Linked DNA regions of Mus musculus: all the other regions are linked to region 1. The links are chromatin contacts, called in public HiChIP or PLAC-seq and promoter capture Hi-C maps. All regions are on one chromosome and are shown on one strand. Each heading gives the region's core, a stretch centred on a gene start, on an enhancer-like site or on the middle of the called end of the contact. The rest is flanking DNA. Distances are from core to core; before and after follow the strand shown.

The links. HiChIP or PLAC-seq counts read pairs in DNA pulled down with a chosen protein or histone mark. Capture Hi-C pulls out chosen DNA fragments and counts their contacts.
Region 2: a contact with region 1 is called in an HNF4G HiChIP or PLAC-seq map of pancreatic cancer cells. The contact joins the promoter of Arhgef10l here to the promoter of Atp13a2 in region 1. A contact is called at or near these places in 2 of 115 datasets of contacts at active chromatin or transcription factors (microglia and pancreatic cancer cells) and 1 of 9 other capture datasets (liver).
Region 3: an H3K4me3 HiChIP or PLAC-seq map of bone marrow-derived macrophages shows a contact between it and region 1, with 3 times the contacts expected there. The contact joins the enhancer-like site here to the promoter of Atp13a2 in region 1. A contact is called at or near these places in 5 of 115 datasets of contacts at active chromatin or transcription factors (acute myeloid leukemia, bone marrow-derived macrophages, microglia and 2 more) and 1 of 9 other capture datasets (liver).
Region 4: an H3K4me3 HiChIP or PLAC-seq map of the SCID.adh cell line shows a contact between it and region 1, with 13 read pairs. The contact joins the promoter of Rcc2 here to the promoter of Atp13a2 in region 1. A contact is called at or near these places in 11 of 39 promoter capture datasets (the 3T3-L1 cell line, 3T3-L1-derived adipocytes, the C10 cell line and 8 more), 2 of 484 Hi-C or Micro-C datasets (both in CD8 T cells), 14 of 115 datasets of contacts at active chromatin or transcription factors (the SCID.adh cell line, T-cell acute lymphoblastic leukemia, acute myeloid leukemia and 9 more) and 3 of 9 other capture datasets (adipose tissue, liver and pancreatic islet).
Region 5: a promoter capture Hi-C map of pancreatic islet shows a contact between it and region 1. The contact joins the promoter of C630004L07Rik here to the promoter of Atp13a2 in region 1. A contact is called at or near these places in 2 of 115 datasets of contacts at active chromatin or transcription factors (embryonic stem cells and pancreatic cancer cells) and 1 of 9 other capture datasets (pancreatic islet).

The regions. Positions count from the first base shown.
Region 1 is chr4:140,985,453-140,988,246 of GRCm38.p6, forward strand. Atp13a2 (ATPase type 13A2) reads left to right here and starts at 1,469. Exons shown (of 29, transcript NM_029097.3): 1 at 1,469-1,624. The coding sequence starts at 1,615.
Region 2 is chr4:140,664,478-140,667,271 of GRCm38.p6, forward strand. It overlaps Arhgef10l (Rho guanine nucleotide exchange factor (GEF) 10-like), which reads right to left and starts at 1,410. Exons shown (of 29, transcript NM_001290803.1): 1 at 1,279-1,410.
Region 3 is chr4:140,683,575-140,686,368 of GRCm38.p6, forward strand. It overlaps Gm13025 (a long non-coding RNA gene), which reads left to right. Exons shown (of 3, transcript XR_001784551.2): 3 at 510-2,537. Among named protein-coding and RNA genes, the nearest start is that of Gm13025, 5.2 kb to the left of the region's middle. Within about 2 kb of position 1,382, at least 126 of the 459 cell types and tissues checked have an H3K27ac peak or open chromatin away from gene starts, as enhancers often do. A contact at or near this core is called in acute myeloid leukemia, bone marrow-derived macrophages, microglia and 1 more, where this site is marked.
Region 4 is chr4:140,700,147-140,702,940 of GRCm38.p6, forward strand. It overlaps Rcc2 (regulator of chromosome condensation 2), which reads left to right and starts at 1,327. Exons shown (of 13, transcript NM_173867.5): 1 at 1,327-1,504; 2 at 2,001-2,289. The coding sequence starts at 2,011.
Region 5 is chr4:141,243,538-141,246,331 of GRCm38.p6, forward strand. It overlaps C630004L07Rik (RIKEN cDNA C630004L07 gene), which reads right to left and starts at 1,353. Exons shown (of 2, transcript NR_165245.1): 1 at 1,258-1,353. It overlaps Arhgef19 (Rho guanine nucleotide exchange factor (GEF) 19), which reads left to right. Exons shown (of 18, transcript NM_001379647.1): 3 at 1,281-1,429; 4 at 2,638-2,794. The coding sequence starts at 2,667.

The DNA of each region.
Region 1 (2,794 bases), core at 219-2,718:
ACAAGCCGTCACTGCTGCTATTTGTCATTGTACAGGTCAGAAAAAGCTGTCCCGGGGCTGGGGAGATGGCTCAGTGGATAAGAGCATGGGCGGTAGCCGGGCAGTGGTGGCGTACGCCTTTAATCCCAGCACTTGGGAGGCAGAGGCAGGTGGATTTCTGAGTTCGAGGCCAGCCTGGTCTACAAAGTGAGTTCCAGGACAGCCAAGAAGATACAGAGAAACCCTGTATCGAAAAACCAAAAAAAAAAAAAAAAAAAGAGCATGAGTGGCTCTTCCAAAGATCCTGGGTTCAATTCCCAGCACCCACATGGCAGCTCATAGCTGCCTGTAACGCCAGTTCCAGAGGATCCAACACCCTCACACAGACACGCATGCAGTCAAACACCAAGGCACGTGAAAAGAAATAAAATTTAAAAAAAAAAAATAGGTCCAAACCCAGTAATATGGCTCAGGGGGTAAAGGTGTTTGCTGGGGACTTAAGGTCAATTCCTAGGCACCCACAGAAAGAATATGACTGACTCTTGAAGACTGTTCTCTGATGTGCTATTGTGCATACATGCACCACCACCACCACCACACACACACACACACACACACACACACACACACACACACACACACACACACACACAATTAGAATTAATAGTGCTGTTTTGTTTTGTTTTGAAGAAAAGGAGACCCAGGGAGGTTAGCTTACACATCTACAGTCACACAGCCTGGAAGAGACAGGGGCAGGCTTGAACCTGCACGCGTAAGGTGCAGTGCTGAGGGGTGCGCCTGAGGCTGTGGTCGCGGACAGGACACTTTCTCCTCTTCCACCTCTGTCTCCCAGTATGGCCCCCCTGTTTGTCTGCCAGCAGCCTATCCGTGTGCCTGTCTTTTTGTCTGTCCTGTCTCCCAGCATATCGGTTTTCCGTTTGTCTGTTCTGTCTGGAGACTGTCCCACCTGTGTCTTCCAACCTCTCCCTCCCACTCTGCCTGCCTATTTGATGTTTGTCTGTCCGCCTGTTTCCTGTATTATTGTTGTTCTATATGGAGGCTGTTCCAATGGGGTGTCCCAACGTTCCTTTCTGTTTGTTTGTCTGTCACCTCTCTACCTCTTTGTCTGTTGTCTGCCTGGTGCCCCCCCCCCCGCCCCTTTCTGTCAAGCCGGTCCACTTGTGTCTTCCCAGCATCGCCCTCTGTCTGCCTGTATGTCTGCCTACCTGTCTCGCAGCCTGTCCTTTTCCGTCTATCTCTTTTGTCTGGGGACTGTCCCGTCCACATTCCCTTGCTTCCCATCTCTTCCCTCCTCTCCCCATCCCCCGACTCGCGCCTCCACCCACGCTGCCCACAGCATCAAGATCTCAGCGAGCTCCGGACAGAGGCCAGACTGGGAACTACAAGTCCCGGCAGCCCGCGCGGCAGCGACGGACGCAGGCGCCGTGGAGGGGCGGGGCTTGACGGCCGCAGACTGCGGCACAGTTCCAGTCGCCGTCGCGTCTTGCAGGTGCTGCCCAGCCCGGCCCCTCCGCGGATCGCCGCAACCGGCGCCCCCCGACCGTGCCCCGGGGCCTCGCACGCCGAGCCCAGGCCGCGGGCCACAGCGGCCGGCGATGAGCGCGAGGAGCCGAAATGAGCGCAGGTGAGCGGCGGCCCGGCCCTCCCTTCGGGTCTCATCCCCAGGCCCCCAGAGACAGATTTAGGTTGCCGCTGCGCTCACCCTAGGGCCGGGGGTTCCTGCCCTCCCCATCCCCTCTGAATGCATTCGACCCTGAGTGACAGGTCCCAGTGATGGACGCGGTGCACCGCCGTGGGTCCTCTGTGCAGCACCCATATGTGCTACATGAACAGGATTAGGGAAGCCAGCTCTCTGCCGAGGCACAAATGCACTCCTGACCTACACAGAAAGCTTGCCAGTGGCCACATCCAAGGACCATATCCTGCATGCCCCCCCCCCATGCCAGAATGAGTGTCTTAGGCTGAAACCAAAATCCCACCAGATGCAGATGGTCTGCTAACCTCCGGGTGCTAGCATGTCTCTGTCTAGCCCAGTCCCCAACTTCCATCCGACAGTGTCTTAGGTGAGGAATGGAAAACAATAGGGGGCTACAATTCAACTTGTGATAAGAACAACGTCTTCCCCTTATGCACCAGACCCCTGACTCTGCACTTGAGCAAAGTCTCTAGCGTCTAGCATAGCACCTAGAATCTACATAAAGACCTCCTAGGCGCACACCCTCCCAGCTTGAGGGAAGCCATGAGCTCATGGCCATGGGGGAGCCACCAGAAGTAGATGCTGGTGCCCTGGGCCACTGATAGATTAGCAGCCGGAAGCTGGGTCTTCCGCAGGAAATAAGAGGTTCCCAAATGGCTTTGACTCCCACCCCTCAGCTCTACGGTGCTGGTGTGGCTGCCCCAGGGCTGGGAACTGGGCTCAAGCCTCGTCTCTGCCATGCGTGTCTTTATGTTGGTCTTTCATTCTTGGCCTGCCTTTTCTTGGGCTTTGTGTTTGGGTTTCTGGCTGAGTGCTGAGAAGGGTGTCAAACCTGGACCTTTTGCTCTACTGGAGCTATATTGTAATTTTGTTGTTGTTGTTGTTGTTGTTGTTTTGTTTTTTGAGATAGGGTTTCTCTCTGTAGCCCTGGCTGTTCTGGAACTCACTTTGTAGACCAGGCTGGCCTCGAACTCAGAAATCCGCCTGCCTCTGCCTCCCCAGTGCTGGGATTAAAGGCATGTGCCACCACACCCGGTGCAATCTTTGCATTATATTATTTAATCTTTTAAAGATTTGTTTTTAAAATGTTTGTGTGTG
Region 2 (2,794 bases), core at 160-2,659, 320 kb before region 1:
ACCCCACCTCTGTCACTTCTACCAGACTCTCCAGGGTCCTCCAGACCAAAACCTGTAGAGATGAGGAGGTCTTCTCCCAGGGAAAGGAGAGACCCTTGAATCCTTGCTGTCTCATAGCCATGTGGCCTCAGGCAGGATGCCTGACCTCGATAGGCCTTGGTCCCATAACTACAGGGTCAGTCACCACCACGGGGGTGGTTGTTCCCGCCCTGTCCAGTTAGCCAGGCTGTTGTGAGTGCCCTAGGGGGCCAGTAACATAGATAACTTTGTAAACTGTCAAGTACCTTGGTGAGACGCTGCCTCATTGATCACCAGAGTCCCTCCACAGAAAGCAAGAGGAGGCGGGGGACATGGTAATAATGGGAAAGAAGAAGCTGACTTAGGATCGAGGCTCCTCTTGTCCTCTGCCACGCCCACCCTGCCTCCTCCTTAAACCCCAGCTCCCCTTTTCTCCATCCATGAGAGGGGCTACTTCGCCCCTCTAGGCCTGTGATCAGAATAGCACGGACTCATTGGGGTTACTGAAAGATTAAGCTCGTCACACAGGCACTGCACTGTGCTAGCCAAATGAAAGCATGAAACGGGGACCCAGTTGAGTTCATTATGTTATCATTGGCCAGATGTTGACCAAACAATGAAATAGATCCTTTGAAACCAGTGAGCCGTCCATCACCAGAGGCAGTCAAGCTATGGCTAAAAAGCAACCTGTCAGAGACGCAGGGCAAGGCTGCCTAGTGACCTTTAAAATGCCACCCAACCACAAACGGGTACAATCTCTGCCAAGGAAGCTGTATAAACTGTAGTCCCTCCCTTTAGATGGGAAAGGCAGGGATGGGAAGGGACAGGACTGGCAGAGGAGGCCACCAGGGTATGAACACGGGAGAAACAAGCAGGCAGCCATGGAGCAGCAAGGAAGACCGAGAGTGGATCACTAGTGTCCAGCCACTGTGCCACCTCAGCATTCTCCGGGGGTTCGGAGCCTCAATTTTCCAACTATAACGATATTCTGAAGCCACAGAAAGCCTTCTCAACCTCCGTAAGCCTAAAAATAGGGTAGGGAACTCCCACCACACACCTGTGCTCCTGGATCCTTCCATGTCCCTCCTCCCACATCGTCCTCGTTAGCCCCCAAGCCTCCTTGTCATCTCAGGGAGAGCCGGGAACCCCAGAGCCCAAAGGTGTCAACGCAGGAGACCCTCACTACCTCCATCACATTCAAAGAACCTCTTCCAACTCTGCAAAGAACGAAGAGGGCTTAACTGGGAGAGACTGACCGACCTGGATTGCGCACAGTCCAACTGTGGTCCTCAGGGGAGAAGATGCCAGTGACCGGGGCAGGCGCCACCAGCGGGCAAGCATCTGGTGGGGAAGCTGCTGGTGGACTGAGCAGGAGCCTCAGGTCTGACACACTCGGGCTCCTGAGCCAGGCTTGGCTGGGCTTGCTGACAACCCAGCTGTATGAGTCATTAACCCGCCAGACCTGCTGGGCCGGTGCATTGGACACGGAGGCGGGCAGAGGGTGAAGGCGGAAGACTGGAGGACTGGAGGGGGCCCTGGCCTCTACCACCAGGAAGGGTTAGGCTGAGTCAGTCCCAACCTGGCTGGGCATATATCCCTCAGCCCAGCCCGGGAGGCCCAGGGAGTTAGCCAGGGTAGAAAGGAGAAAAAAAAAAAAAAAAAAAAAAAACAAAGATGGGTTTTCAAGGAGTGCTGAGCCCAGGGGATCTGCTGTCCCCTGGTAGGATGGGGCTCAAGACAGGACTCCGGGATGGGTGGGGCCCTATATGATCTAGATCCTTTAACCAGGTAAGATGGGAAGGGCCAGGAGGAAAGATCTTCTCCAGGACAGCTAAGTGACAGCTGTGTGGCCTCAGACAAGCGGTCTGGTCTCTCTGAGTCTCAGTTATCTGCTTGTTAAACTGCAGGCATAATAATAGTAATAATAATAGCCTCTGAATGATAGCACTAGGAACAGGGTCACCACCACGGGCTTCTGGCTCCTAGGGACAGCAGCTCAGGTCACAGAGTGTGTCTTTGGTGATGCAGGATAGGGGAATGGCTTTGCCAAAGTCATCTTCCTCGCTGTCGGTGTGGATGAGCACAGATTTGACCAACATCTCGCTTGCTCGTCAAGAACACAGGCATCTGAACATCAGGAAAGTCCATTGATCACAGTTGCTCCGCCTACTCCTTGAGCCCCAGGAAAGCCCAGCTGGAGACACAAAGGTAGCCCCACCCTCTCGCACCAAATCCATGCAGATCCATGGCGGTGAGCATGACTGAGCTCATAGTAAAAGACCAAAGCAGTTCTGTGCCCTCCACCGAGACTCCAGAGCCTGAGGTGTTAGATCAGGGACAGGCAACTGCAATCCTAGGGCTACATCTGGCCTGCCCTTGCTTGCCTAAAATAAATATACATGTATCTGAATGTGATCACTTATCATCGCAGCCTTGGGGATACTGAGGCAGGAAGATCTCTGGGAGTCAGAAGCCAGCCCTAGGCTGCATGGTAAGTTCCACTTGTGGAGACGCTGTCACTAAAACGCAAAGCGAACAGAAAAACATGCATTTGATCCTCCTCCTCTCTTTCCAGGGGTTCTGTAGACACCGAAGCCTAGCTGAGTCCTGACAGAGACTGCAGTTCCCAGTAGCCCCAGGGAGTTACACTGGCCTGTTAGGAAGAAAACCTGACAATGGTGACTCTGATGTTGGTGATGATAGTGGTAGTGGTGATGATGGTGATGATGGTGATAGTGGTGATGATGCTGATAGTGGTGATGGTGGTGATGATGAT
Region 3 (2,794 bases), core at 132-2,631, 300 kb before region 1:
GCTCTTACCCACTGAGCCATCTCACCAGCCCCTCCTCTTACTTTTTGAGACACGTTCTCTCACTGAACACAGAGTCCATCTCTTCAGGGAGCTCCAGGGATCCCCAGTCTCTTGTCTCTCCAATGCTAAGCCTAAAGGCTCAGCGGGCTCCTCCGTGGGTGCCTAGAATCAGATCTCGAGCAGGAGGCAGACGCTTTAGTCCGTGCATGTCCCCACAGAGGCCAGACGTGTCAACTCCCTGGATCTGGCTGCACAGATCAGATCATTGTGAGCTACCCCACCCCCACCCCCCAGGGACAGCAGCAGTGCGTGTCCTTGTCCCTGACTGCTGAGCTCACTAACACCTTGCTGATTTACCTACTTATTTGAGTCAAGGTCTCAATAGGTAGCCCAGGCTAGTCTTCAACTTGAAATCCCCCTGCCTCCACCTCCCAAGAGGAGGGACCACCACCGGCACGCACCCCTAATACCAACTTGTCTCTCTCTCTCTTTTTTTTCCCCTTTCACAGAATGGCATGTTTCTTCATTAACCAAGACATCACTGACATGTTCTTCCCTCTACCGTCCCACAGGGAGCCTGGTAATTCCCACAGACTTCAGGCCCCGCCCCAGAACAATGAGGTCTCTGGGCCCCCAGCAGATAGGAAACACATGGCCACACAGTCTGTTAGATTGTCAGGATCAAAGCAGAACATCTGGTTCTGACCCCCAGAGGGGCCCCAGCCGGAGCGCCAGCTCCTGTACCACAGTGGAAGGTCATTTTTTCCAGCCGTTTCGTGGTTCTCCATCAGGAAGGGAGGGGGGCTGTGATTGCCCCCCACAGAACATCTGTCAATGTCAGGAGATATTTTCGGGTTTTCCAGCTGAAAGGAAGGAGGAACTGCTGACATCTGTGAGGTGGGGGCCCCCCCCCCCGGGGCTAGCGCTGAGCCAGCTGCGGTTGCTCATGTCAAACAGCAGCTCTGCCCAAACTGATCTGGGGAAACTGAGGGGGTCCCTCCTGGGGTTCCTAGCTTCATTAATAAACGGATTTAAGAATGAACTCAATTGGAGACACAAGGACAATTTTATTAGAGTCTAAAAGAAAACCCCCAGGGCGGGCAGGCTGTAAACCTCCGCAGCTGCCCAGAGGAGGAGAGCACAGAAAGGGAACTGGGACCATGCCATTTAAGCTGGGACGGAAGTCAGACACGTGGCTAGCAAGCGGCCACATGGTGCCAAGGGAGGCTTTGGAGAAAGTGTAAGGAAGGCCGGAATGTCAGAGGGAACCCCCAAAACCTGGCTTAAAAAAGAGATAGGAGAAAGGATAAACTTACGCTTGCTAAATAAACAAATTTACCAGATTAAGTGGCTGCAATAAATGGGCTTCCCCACTAGGGACAGGGCTTCTGGGAGGAGACCATAGTATCTCAGTAATTCCTTCTGCCTGTCTCTTCCCAGGACCCCACTGTCCTAGGAATGGCCCTTAGGGAAAGTGAATGACCCGCCTCCACCCCACCCCGAGCCACAGATTCCATTCTCTGGACCAGTAGTAGGTTCAAGTTCAAGTTAGTGCAAAGGACTGGGAAATGACACTTGGGAAGGTGACGTTGGCCTGTATAGTCACAGGACAAAAGGCAAGTCGTGAATCATTGCACATTATAGAGGGGGTGGGGGATGGGGGAGTGGGATGTGGCTCAACCGCTCACCTAGTACACAAAGCCAGAGGTTCAGTCCCCAGCACTGCATGTGGGCGTGCCTGCCATGCTATTGCTCAGAAAACCGAAGGATCAGTTCAAGGTCACCCTCACCTGGGTCGTGAGTTCTAAACCAGCCTGAGATACATGAAACCCTGTCCCAAAGCAAAACTAGAATGCATTGGCCGTGCCTTCAGGTAGACAAACCATAGCAGCTGAAGGAAATGCTGAGCTGAACTCACAGAAATCCACCTGCCTCTGAGTGCCCGGATTAAAGTCCCGGGCAACCATGACTGGTTCCCTGGTTTTGAGACATAATCCAGACTAGCCTTACACGCTCCGTGTGACCAAAGATGCTGTAGAATTTCTGATCCTCCTGCCTCCACCTTCCAAGATGAGATTGCAGGTGTGTGTGTCGATTCCTGCTTTATAAAGTGCCAGGCCGAAGCATTGGCTTCCTGAAGGCTGCAGGCAAGCACAGCTCCCTGCTTTCAAAAACCTATCGAATCAAAGTCTTAGCTTAAGGGTTGATGGAAGCTGCATCCTTGTGTGTCAAGAATGTCTTCTAAAAGTCAAGAGGATGTCAGGTCATACAAGAGGTGGATCGAAAATGGTTACTACGGGAGACTGAAGACAACTGGGATGATGCACTCGTGACCTACACCCTTCATCTCTCTGGAAGTGTCATGTTCTACACAGCCAAGGTCAAGAGAGCTGCAGATCCTCAAAGACAAATGTAGCCTCTTCAGAGAACATCAGTTCCATTTACACAGCACAGAGGGTGATCGTGCCAGAGAGGATGGCCCGGCTGTGTGTGTATGCATGTGTCTCTGTGTGTGCATGTGTCTGTGTGTGTCTGTGCATGGGTGTGTACGTATGTATGTCTCTGTGCGTCTGTCTGCACGAGTGTGTAAGAGTGTGTATATGTGCTGGGCAGTGGTGGCGCACGCCTTTAATCCCAGCACTTGGGAGGCAGAGGCTGGCAGATTTCTGAGTTCGAGGCCAGCCTGGTCTACAGAGTGAGTTCCAGGACAGCCAGGGCTACACAGAGAAACCCTGTCTCGAAAAACCAAAAAAAAAAAAAAAAAAGAGTGTGTATCTGTGCATGTAGAGTGGTG
Region 4 (2,794 bases), core at 77-2,576, 290 kb before region 1:
TCCACCCAGGCTGGTGACTTTGATCAAATAACTTAGATTTGGTTCTCCAGGATTCTCCGCCTGCCTTCAAACGTTTGGTCCTGTGCACCCTCCCCCCGCCCCCATCCCGCTTCTTGATGTAATTAAGAACGAACTGCAAAGACCCTAGAAACTCTCTCTAGTCAACCAAGGAAGTTGCCAAAAAAGAAACTTTCAGTGTTAACTCGGGCGCTCGAGAGAGAGAGAGAGAAGTAGGAGGATCAGGTTCAATGTCAGCCTGGGCTACACGGTCAGTTTCAGGCCAGCCTGGGCTACATGAGACGGAAACAAAACCCCAAAGAAAAACATTTGTCAGAAGAGAAAGTGACACTGAGATGCAAACCTTCCCCTAGTTCCAACCAAGCCGATCGTGCACGTGGCTTGTCGGGTCCTGTGAGGGGGGCCCTGTCGACTCCTCAGCCTTGACCCCAGCACCTCTGGCCACTTCTCTTCCCGGATTCCTAGACCCTGCACTGTCCCACGGGGTAGGGGAAAGGTTTCCTCTCCCACTTCTGCCAGGTCAGATTCTTTACAATTTTAAAACTCAGCTCTCCCAGGGAACGCCTTCCTTGATCCTGGAACCCGGTAAGTACCATGCTTTCAGTAATTTCTTAATCTTTCCTCTTACTTCGCCTTCCAACTGGGCAGAGATCTTGTTCTCCAGGTCTGTATTCTAAGCTTCTAGCACCTTTGCATCTAGTCTTGCTTGTACTGAGGCGCGGTAAATACGTTTTTAAAATGAAGAAAATTCCCATCACAAGTACTTTCAAGTCCACCTATGCTAATTACTAATTTCATAGTACGTCCCCCAGCTAATTACTAATTTCATACTACACCAAACCTTTATGTAACTTGATCATTCTAACAGCACCCGGCTGCACACTCTGGACGCATCCACGACGTATCAAATCTACCCTGAGTCTGCACAGGAGAAAGTTACTCAAATTGTGTTCATTTTTCATTCCCATCACTCAATTAGGGCACGTCCCTCGCTGGCTGCTGCGTGAGCAAAGCAACTATTTTCCAGCGAGTGTCCTCAGGTGACCTGTCTAGACGCTCAGGGGGAAAAAACAAGAGAATCTGACACTCTCCCGAGCCCCGAAGACGCCTTGTGACGCGCAGGCCGCGCTGCGTGCAAGGGCGTGCGGAGCGCGCAAGCGGCGGGGCCCAGCGGGGCCTGCGGCGTGGCGCCGGGCGTCCGGGACGCAGGCTCGGGTGGGCGGCCCGGCTGGGCGGTGGGGTCCTCCGGCCGGTAGGGGGCGCGCGCACCCGGGGCCCCTCGCCGCCCGCCGCGCGCGCGCTCGCTTGCCGCCCGGCCGCACATGTGTTTCTGTTTTGTGTTGTAGCATTTGTTCTGGAAGCTCGTATTTACATTTTAAGTGTATCTGGTGAGTGGGCTGGAGCCCTCGTCCCGGCCGGGGAGAGAAGAAGCCTTCGACCCCGTCTTTCAGTCGCTTCCCTCCTCGTTTCTCATCACTCCAACCAGGTAGGGGCTGGAAACCGTCTGGGACCAGTTTGCAGGGTCTGGGAAAGTTTTTTTTTTTTCCTCTTTTTTTTTCTCCTCTCCCTCCCCCTTCCCCCCCGAGAAAGGTTAAAAAAAAAAAAAAAGACGCTGGGGAAGGGGGGGTTGGGGGACGGAATGAATAAGAAGGGGAAGGAAGGCGGATCCACGTGGTTTAATCGGAGACAGACAGAGATCCCATTGTTCAAAATCAATAAAAAAAAAAAAAAAAAAAAAAAGCAGACGGGGCGAGCGCCGGGCCGCGGGGGCCGGGCTGGGGCCCCACGAAAGTTCCTCTTTTCGCGCGTGCTCGCAGGTGCTTGGGGCCCGGCCGGGGTACAGGGGGGGGTCCCCGCGTGGCGCGCGGCGTGGGGAGGGGCGAGGGAGCAGCAGGTGGGGCGGCCCACGCCGCGCCGCGCGTCCCCTCCCCCGCCCCGCAGCCCGCCCCGTGTGCATTGTGCGCCCCGTGTGTCTCCCGCAGCCCGGCGACCATGCCCAGGAAGAAGGGGGCGGCCTGGGAGGAGCCGAGTTCGGGCAACGGCACGGCGCGCGCGGGGCCCCGGCGACGCGGCGGCCCCGCGGGCAGGAAGCGCGAGCGGCCCGAGCGCTGCAGCAGCAGCAGCGGCGGCGGCAGCAGCGGCGACGAGGACGGCCCGGAGCTGGACGGGGCCCCCGGCGGCGGCAAGCGCACAGCCAGGCCGGCGACGGCGGGCAAGGCGGCCGGCGCGGCCGCGATCATCACGGAGCCCGAGCACACGAAGGAGCGCGTCGTGAGTGGGGCGGGGGCGGTTGGCGGTTTTGGGGGGGAGGGGCGCCGTGGGGTCACGCCCCGCCCCTCCCCCACGCCGCGCGGGGGAACTCCGGGGAGCCAGTCCCGGGCCGGGGGAGGGGGGGGACCGGGTGTGCGCGGCCACGCGGGGGCTGTCAGTCCCTCCTTCCCCCCCGTGCGTCCACCCCCCTCCTCCCCCCCACCCCCGCGTCTCTTCCTCCCCCCGAGGGGGGAGGGCAGTCCGCGGGGAGCAGCCGGCTCGCGCCGGGGCTTTGAGGTTCCCGCCGCTGCGGCTCGGGCGCCCCGGGGGGGCGGGGCCTGGCGCGCGGCGCGCATGCTCCGTGTTAGCCCGGCGCGGTCGGCCCGGCCGGTGCGCGCGGGGCATGGTGGGGGCCCGCGCGGCGCGGCCGTGAGCGCGCATGCTCCTCGGAGGCCCTCCCCACCCCGGGGCTCCCCTCCCACCCGCGACCCCCCGCGGAGCGGCGCTGGGCTTTGTCTGCCTCGGG
Region 5 (2,794 bases), core at 103-2,602, 260 kb after region 1:
AGTGTGTCCTGGGGTCACATCTGGGTACCCAGCCACCTGAAGTCCCTGAGACTTTCATTTTTATATTATCATCAGAGAAGTGCTACCCAGTATTAAACCCAGCTCTGGACCTAAATCACTAACATCAGCGTTGGGTGGTCTGCATCCTGAGAAGCTACTGGGCTGGCGCCCCAGCTTGACAGGCAACTCCCATGTCCTCTTCCTGACACTCTGCTTGGCTTGGAACCCCTGTCTAGCCATGACCTTTCCAGGCCTGAGCACTGTGGAAGCAGACCAGCTTGCCCACCCCTGACACATCTCTTTATCCTGTCTTCCTGAAAGCCCTTAGCTCCTCCTTCAGCCTTCTCCTCTGAGGTCTGAAGATGCTTCTGCCTTAAGATCTGATGTTTTGCTTATTTAACTTCATAAATCATGGTGGACAGGAGTTGTTCTCCGGGGGGCGTGGAGGGGGGATTCTAGGCCCGAGTATGCACTTACACCTAAAAGAGACCTGTGTGCTGGACAGGAGCTGACTCTGCCCCCCTTCTGCTTGCTCCTACTACTGGCTGCTGGCCCAAGGCATCCTCCACCAAAAAGTGAGATGACACTCAGGGGACCGCCTACCAGAGACAAGGCTCACAGTGCCCTGTACCTGAGGCATTGCTGTTAATTCTTGTATTAGCATCAGGAAGTGGGTACCAACTCTCCTACTTTAGGTTGAGTGAGCTACCCAGATTAGTACTTATAGACCTAAGGGACAAGGGCTAAACAAGGGAGTGAGGTACAGCAGTTTTTTGGGAGAGAGCCCCTGAGAAACAGCCAGCCTCTCCCTCAATCCCCCCCAAACTGAGAGAAGAAGCTGGGGTACAGTGGGGAGCCCCAACTCTCATATACCAGACGCACCCTGATGTTGCTGGTTCCGGCCTGGGGTCAATGCTCCATCTTTTTGTACTGAGTCCTTGAGGGTTTGAACCTTGCAACAGTAAGCTGGGATCTCCTCCAGGAAGCCTTCCTGGCATACTGAGACTGGACTGGGCCCAGCCCCCTTCTGTGTTAGTGCCTGTGGTTTGCTTCATGCCAACTCAGATTCTAACAGCTTTTGTTTCGGCTCTTCCACCAGGCAACCCCACTGAGCTATTATTTCTTCACCCCAGTCAGTCTCCCTGTGTTTGTTTGTTTGTTTGTTTTCGGGACTTCTCATCTGCCTGGGAATCTGGACCAGTCTGAGATTTGAGGTGTCTCAGCCTCAGCCTGTCCCCGGGGCCTCAAGGGTCTCACCCTCTGTGGTTTCTCTTCTTCAGAGTCTCCAGAGCCAGTTCCTGAGCTGTTGTCTCTAAGGCCGCCATTTCTCTGGGTCTCCCTCTTATTTCTGCCAGACTGGGCACTGCCCCTTTGGCCAAGGGGCCTCTGCAGGGGTCCTCGCTGCCCAGACTGCCCACAGCGCAACCAGGCAAGTGTAGGCCCCCGCCCAGCCCCAGCCCGCTGCCTGCTCCCTCCCTCTCTTTGCCTCACCACAGGGTTTGATGAATCAAACTCTTTGTCTGGGTGGGATCTCCCCCAGCCAGCTGGGCAGAGACAGGGCTTCCCTGCCGGAGCAGGCAGGCGGCAGCAGCTTCAGCTGAAGAGGTGAGGGGCAAGAGAGAGGCCACAGAGGGCCCAGGGCAGAGGTTTGAGGGTCTTGGACCACTGGGCTCACCATCCCGCCCTGGGGTGCTGGCACACTGCCCAGGGATGGCGTCCTGCCCAGAAACGGCCCATTCTGCCTGGCTTGATCCAGTGTCTGGGAGCTGGAATGGGGATAAACCCCTCAGTCACCCCAAACTGGGGATTGGGCATCTCTCTGCTCTTTCCTGGGAGGGACTAATCTGGGTGGTGGCCCTCCTGCCAGTCTGTGACCCTCCCAGCCAGCTTGGCAAGGCTGTAGGCATCACTCAGCGTGAAGGGCCTCAAGTCTGGGTATGGAAGGGGTTGGATAACTTCAGAATGAGACATTGGGGGCTGTGTGTATCTGCATCCTGGAATGTGCGTACATGCCTGGAACTTGTGTGTGTGTGTGTGTGTGTGTGTGTGTGAGAGAGAGAGAGAGAGAGAGCGAGAGAGAGAGAGAGAGAGAGAGAGAGTAAGAGAAAAATCTAAGCTTGTGTAACAAACTAAACCAAACCAAAAAAAACAAAAAGGATGTGACTGGTGACTGTATACCGGGTACTGGAGTTTGACATGTTTCAAGTTATCTGTGAAACTATGTTTGCCAGAAGAAAATGTGGGTCTGTGTGCTGGAGCATGAATTCGTGTGACAGTGTATGTTATCTGTATGTCTGGTCACATGTCCACATGTGAGAGAATTTCCTAGGTGGCTAAGAACGCAGCTTTGGAAGCCGTGACACCTGTGTGAGAATCCTGGCTCTGCCATTTGGCTCTCTCACCTACAGGCGTCAGTTCCTTAAGTCAGTCGATGGAGATTAAATGAGATGCTATGTGGGTGCTTCCTCATCTGCTAAGTGCTGGTGATTCCTACTGGCGTTTATTAAACAGACATGTGAGTGTATCTGTGTCCTGTGCACATGTGTGCATGAGGGTCTGTGCGGGCCTCCAGGACATGGTGGCTCACTGTCCCTCCCTGTCGTACTATATCTGGGTCTGACACCTTCTCTCCTGCAGGCCCAGGAGGGTGACAGAGTAAAGAAGGAATGGACTGTGGGCCACCTGCAACCCTCCAGCCTCACTTGGCTGGACCACCTGGCACCGCCCGTCGCCCAGTAGCTGTGTGCCAGCAGGAGAGCCTGTCCTTCGTGGAGCTGCCTCCGAGCCGACTGTG